2 separate regions of the Mus musculus genome follow, and region 2 is linked to region 1. Evidence: chromatin contacts called from public promoter capture Hi-C data. All regions are on one chromosome and are shown on one strand. The core of a region is the stretch at or near the end of the contact, and the rest is flanking DNA. Distances in the headings are between cores, read along the strand shown. Region 1 holds the start of Cyria (CYFIP related Rac1 interactor A). Region 2 holds the start of Nbas (neuroblastoma amplified sequence).

Region 1 (3,130 bases), core at 292-2,791:
GTTATCTGGGGCTGATTCATTCATGACCTCCCCAAAGCCTGGCCAAAGTTGAAGGCAGACAGGATAAGTAAAGGAGAAAAGGTGCAACGGAGGTGTGTGTGTGTGTGTGTGTGTGTGTGTGTGTGTGTGTGTATGTGTGTGTGTGTGTATGTGTGTGTGTGTGTATGTGTGTGTGTGTGTGTATATGTGTGTGTGTATGTGTGTGTGTATGTGTGTGTGTGTATCTATGTCTGTGTATGTGTCTACTTGTGTATATCTGTGTCTGTGTGTTTCAGACAAACAAATCAAAGCTAAGGTCATGGCAAGAAAAATTCTAATAGAGCCATAATAACATAAAATAAACTGTCTTCAGATGGACAAAAAATAAGATGAGTACAGGTGGGGGGCAGGGAGCTTGAGAAACTTATGCAACCCAAGGACCATTTCCATGTAGGAGACTATATTATTCTAACTAGACTGTGCCTGTCTAGATCCTGTCTGAATTCTTGCCAAAACTGAACCAAACACTCTACTGCTAAGCAGTTCCTGGGAGCCTGTCAGAAACGCAGACTATCAAGAGCCTCAGGAGACTTAGGCGGAGTAAATTTGTCATGGGGACTCATACTGGCCTCAAGCAAGGGGATAGAGCAATGCTCTCCCTGAAGCACCTTCCACTGTTGGAGCCCCAGGCTTTTCCTCCTGTTCCCAACCCACAAACTCACTACCCAAAGAAGCCATGGCTGTCAGCACAAGGCCTGACACACTGTGAAGGTTTAATACTGTATAAATTGTATAATGATCTTCTCTGGTTGGCTGACTGGGAAAAAGAGCAGCCAACCTAGGTATCTGCAAGGCAAACACACATACAGGGGCTCTGACTCACAACCTGTTTGGCACAGCTCGGTCCTCTGGGCTTCCGGAATCTCCCTTTCTGTACAAAACCTCCTCGGCAGATGTTTTAAAACAATGATCTGTGACAATGAGAGCTGTAAGCTACTTTCTCCTTACCTCGCAGAATTTTAAATTCACTGTTTAGAAGACCGTTGCATTTCATAGGCTAGGCATCATTTGGGAAGACATTTTTTGGGATCACATTCAATAACGGTGGCCTTTAAAGCTAGGCGTGTGTTACTAGGACAGGCAAGGGAAGTGTGAGAGCAAGCAGGTTCACCATCCAAAGTAACCTGGGGCCAGGGAGGGGGAGCACTAGTATCAGTGTGAGTGTATGCCAGTGGCCTATGGAGAGTGTGTCTTTGGGGGTGTTTTGTTTGTATTTTGTTTGTCTGAGGGGAAAAGTGGGTAATGAAGGAATTTAGGCCTCCTAGTGAATAGCAAGACAAGTGGTCCAGGCAGAGAGTATTAACATTAGCTGGGAGGTACAGTGCTAACTCCTGGGTGCAGATCCTAGTGCCTAGCCTGGCTAGAAGTGAACCGGCCCTCCGGGTGACAGCAGGGTGGGATTCCAAAGCCAGGGAGGGGCGGGCGGGCCGTGGGGCGGGCCGTGGGCGGGGCGGGGCGGGGCTGGAAGTCGACTCTCGGGCTGAGGCTGCCGCCGGAGAGGCATCCACAGCAGCGGAGCGGGCGGCCGAGCAGGAACGAGGCGGCGACAGCGGCTGCGACTCCGGTGAGCGTGGTGCGGACTCGGCTGGGGCGCGGCAGGGATCGCGGGCTGGGACTGGCAGGGAAAGGCGCTGCGGAGGCACAAGGGCCTCCCGGGCGCCGGATTTGGTGGAGCGGGGCGACTGTGGCTCTCTTCGTCCGGCTCGCGACGCCCTGCAGCCCCGGGCGAGGGAGGGAGGCAGCTAGCTCACGACTCGGTCTTGAACTGTTCTTCTTGGTTCCCGAACACAGAGGTCTGTGCGTCCATTGCTCCCTCTCTCCGGGTCTCTCTCCTGATTTTATTTCTTTTCCAGAAGAGTCCCTTCACCCTTCAACCACTCCCACCCCTACCGCCACCCCCCCGCCCCTCCCCCGAACCTTCATCTCCAAAGCTATTCTTCAGGAGACCCGCGATCTACCTCCTCCGGGTTCCCCTGCCAGGGCCATGCCTCTGCTCCCCATATTTCTGTAGCCCCAAGCGTGGATGAAGCCTGTTCTGGCCCCTGCACACCTGTACCCTTTTGCTGCCACCTGCCACAGAGGTGCTTAGCCAGCAGGCAAACTGCTGTGCCTAGGACCTCCTCGCCTCCGCGGTATTCACTCCCCCTCATGCCAGAACTCCTAACTAGAGTCCAGCAGGAGGAGACTTTTCCAAGCTGGAGCTTCGGGAACAATTTGACCCACTTCCCGAGGCACTGGTCTCAGGCCAGCCATGCTTTTTTGTAGACACACCTGTCTTATTTGCCAGCTGAGAGACTGGCAAGAACACCTTTTGACAAAAATGTGCCAGCCTGTCCCCTATTCCTTTTCCAAGCTGTTAAACTTCTTGGCCTATGTCCCCAGAGACGAGGTCTAGGGCATTTGCCATTTAAATCTGCTAAAGCTCTCACCCTCGCCCCCAACCTACATCTCTGTGACGATCCCCAGAATCCTGTCAGCCATTACTGGAAGAGGAAGGGTCCAGTACTGATAGAACCACCATTCTGAGTTTTTCTGGGCATGCTTTCTCCTCCTATGCGGGTGATTACCTGCCTACTTCTTAGAGAACCCCAGGCTCATAGGGCTCCCCTGAAGCCTAGTGGTTTTCTTATTAGAAACTTTCCCTACTCTGACCAATCATCACCTCTTCCAGATTGTCCCATGCTATCTGCACAGTGCTGAGTCTCCAGGGCTCAGGGAAAGCTGGGTTAGCACCATGCAGTTTGAGAACCTGTGCATAGCAGCAAGAGGAGGGTGGCTCCTAGCCAGGCCTCAGCTTTGGGAAGACCAGCCTGTTAGGATTGTTCCCAGTCAGACTAAATTTCACACACTGGTTGTGAGGGCTTCGTGTGAAGAGAGGAGGCAGACCAGGGGCTGTTTTTCCTGCCTGTTTCTGACTGTCTTGTGTTGCTATGGTGACAGTTTTGCCTCTTCCTCCCCCTGACTCTTCTGGGAGCTGGTTTTTATTGGTCTGTTGTCCTGTCTTTTATGGCTCTAATTTCTTCTTTCTACTTGCTCTGAAATAAACAGTCATAAACATGGGCACTGGGCCCAGGCTGGGGGCTGGCAGAAT
Region 2 (3,130 bases), core at 445-2,944, 1.0 Mb after region 1:
TAAAAATAAAATATATCTTCAAAAACAAACAAACAAAAAGAGTTGCCTTGGTCATGGTGTCTGTTCACAGCAGTAAACCCCTAAGACAGTGGTTCTCTGGAAGGACAGTCAGTGCTCTTAACTGCTGAGCCATCTCTCTACCCTCTTGGAAGTATGAATTTTGCCCCCTGCTCTAAACACTGGGGACACGGTGCGTCTGTGAAATGAATCTATTATACCTGACGACGTTGCATTCTTCTGGGCTAGAGTTTACATTTTTGGAGGATGAGGACAGACTGTACACAAGTAAAATAAATTATACATCACATAGCATATCCAATGATAACAAATGTTGTGTTAAACACACAAGCAGACAAACAAACAGACAACCTGAGCAGGCACGGGGAGGGCTGGGAAGCTGGAGTGGGAAGAAAGTGAGTGTGAACTTAGACAGGAACAAGAGTTCGGAGGGAAGGTGGCATTTAAACTACAACCGGAAGGAGATGAGAGAGCAATAGCAGAGCCACATCAGGTACAACCTCTGTGTACAAAGAACATCCGTGTCAGATCTCCTGATGTTTATGTGTGTCTGTTGTCTTAGAAACAGCAAAGTTGAATGGTGTGTGTGTGTGTGTGTGTGTGGCAAAAGTTTAGCTGTGAGAGTACAAGGTGCAGATGAACTTGGAGAGACATGGGAACAATTAGACACGCTCCAGTTGTGCATTTTATTATACCATTGCCTAATGCACTAAGTTGGTTATTCTACAGGATAATTTCTGAAAGGTATCTTGTGAATTTTCACTTCTTTTCAACTCAACAACAATGTGGTCGTCTTGGTCGTAATTGGCTCTGCTTACACTAAAGGGCCTTGCAAAGACAGGCATATGCTGAATGAATGAATGAATGAATGAATGAATGAATAAACGAGCAAGCAAATGAGGTAAGTTTCCCCTCTAGGGAATCCTCAAGCTGCCCTATCTTTATCGTCCTCCACACCCTTTCTCAGCTTGGCCTCTCTATTCACCCTGTCTGTTATAGCAACGTAATCTTCCTATGTCTTGTGCACCTCCTAACTGATATATTCTCTCCTGACTTCCAGTGAACCCAATTTCTACCTATAGTTGAAGGCCCAGGGCTGGGCCTGATGGCACATCTCTGTACTCTGAGCACTGGGGAGGCTCAGGCAGGAGGACTGGGTCTGAGGCAGGAGGACTGGGTCTGAGGCTAGTCCATGTTGTATGGTGATTTTTAGGACATCCTCTCTTACACAGCTGACAAGCTCTCCTTGTTACAGGGTGTCTTCATCAGCCTCACTGTTTTTTTCTAGGTGCCTAAAGCACCCTTCCTGTGAACTGAATAACCCCTTGGTACATTTAAAGTCCACTCTCCGAACACGTTCTGTGTTTGCAGAAGAATCTGTACATGAACACCAGCACTCTGGGAGGTTCTTGCAGCTTCGTAGACGCTGACTGGGTAAGAAAAGTTCAGTGACTTGACTCATTTCAGGCACAAATGAACAAAAAGTGGACCAGGGTCCAAGACATATCTCATACAAGACAAGGCCATTCTTAGACCCACAGATCTGTCAAGTTTAGCATTCCCTTTCTGTCATTTTTAGCATTCCCTTTCCGCACTTAATTCATTTCACTCTGCCAATCACCAGCGGCCGCGTCCAGGAAAGTATGACCCGCGCGAGTCGCCGTAGTGCCCCTCCCTCCACCACTCTGTTCCCGGCCAACATGGCGGCCCCCGAGTCAGCGCCGGCTTTGAGTCCCGGCTCTGCGGACGAGGAGGAGACGATTCTCTATGACTTGCTGGTCAATACCGAATGGCCACCTGAGACAGAAGTGCAGGTGAGCCGGGCTCTCTTTTTAAGGCTGTAGGCATGGCGCGGGCGCGGGCGCGGGGCGTGTAAAGCCACGTCGCGGTGCCACGCAGTGCAAGTGGAGCGGGGATAGCAGCTGTGTTGTCTCCTGGCAACGGCGGGGCTGCCGGGTCCAGGGCTCGCTGAAGGGTGTCTGTAGTCAGCCTTGGCTCCGAATTCGGCTGTGTATCCCCACTCAGGCTGTCACCCTCTCGGCAGGTCAGTGTCACTCTTCTTCCCTAGGTCCTTGTCATATCCGGACTTGCCTTGTAATCTTGTTACCTGTGGCGGGAGAATTTCGCAGGACTCTATCGTCCTTTAAAAGTCTCAGTAATACGCATTTACTAGTGTGTGTGTGTGTCTGTCTGTCTCTGTCTCTCTCTGTCTCTGTCTCTCTCTGTCTCTGTCTCTCTCAGTGTGTGTGTGTGATACACACACACACACACACACACACACACACACACACTCGGACCCCAGATATGGTGCAGGCTGCTGGGCATTCAGAGACAGTGTTTTCATGGAACTTGCAGTGTGGAGGAGAGATAGCCAATCCAGTGAACGTTTCTCATTACCAAGCCCGAAGTGCTGGCTGAGTAGAATGCCAAGGGAGTGGAGAGAAAGAAGCAGCGGTTCTCCAATTCTGCTGGAGACAAAGTTGTGGTGTTTGCCAACTTATGGACCCTGGAGTTACTAGTTTCCTAGGGAAAGCCTTCGGGTCATAGGGTGAAAGCAGGAGCCCAAGGCCCATTTACTTGACATACATGGTATCAAGTGCCTGGCATGCCCGTGTGTTAGGCCCTGGGGAAGCAGCATGGCTAGGAAGACTCTTAAATCTGGCCCAGTGAGCTCCTTTACCTTGTCTTCTGAGTATTTATTCTGCTTGTCTTCAATTAGGTCTTGTAATGGCAAAAAGCTGCATATATTGTTATTCGTTTCGGTTTCTAGTGAGTGACGTGGACATTTTGTAGATGATGAAATTGAGAGGCTGCTGCCGCCTTTAAGTTGGATAAAGATATCTAGCATTTCAGAAATGTCTGTAATACTGTCTCAATGCTTAGCACTATACGTTGATTAAAAAAACAACACGGAGTCAACTTATATTGAAATCTCGTTGTCCTCTGCCTTTTCTTATCTGCCTTCTTTATTGATTTCTACATCTGTTTCCTACAGCTGTTGCCCTATAAGCTCTGCCTGGGATCAACTTTATATCCCTCCACTGTGCCAAATTGTTCCCTGATGATTCCTTCATGTTTGTTAAGCGAGCGTCCTAGGGAGTAACGTATCTGT

The links. Promoter capture Hi-C pulls out the DNA fragments that hold promoters and counts their contacts.
Region 2: a contact with region 1 is called in a promoter capture Hi-C map of pre-B cells, with 4 times the contacts expected there. The contact joins the promoter of Nbas here to the promoter of Cyria in region 1. A contact is called at or near these places in 4 of 39 promoter capture datasets (cranial neural crest, liver and pre-B cells), 1 of 484 Hi-C or Micro-C datasets (uterus), 2 of 115 datasets of contacts at active chromatin or transcription factors (astrocytes and bone marrow-derived macrophages) and 2 of 9 other capture datasets (liver and pancreatic islet).

What each region holds. Positions count from the first base shown.
Region 1 is chr12:12,260,636-12,263,765 of GRCm38.p6, forward strand. Cyria (CYFIP related Rac1 interactor A) reads left to right here and starts at 1,542. Exons shown (of 12, transcript NM_001146119.2): 1 at 1,542-1,603.
Region 2 is chr12:13,267,433-13,270,562 of GRCm38.p6, forward strand. Nbas (neuroblastoma amplified sequence) reads left to right here and starts at 1,695. Exons shown (of 52, transcript NM_027706.1): 1 at 1,695-1,832. The coding sequence starts at 1,719.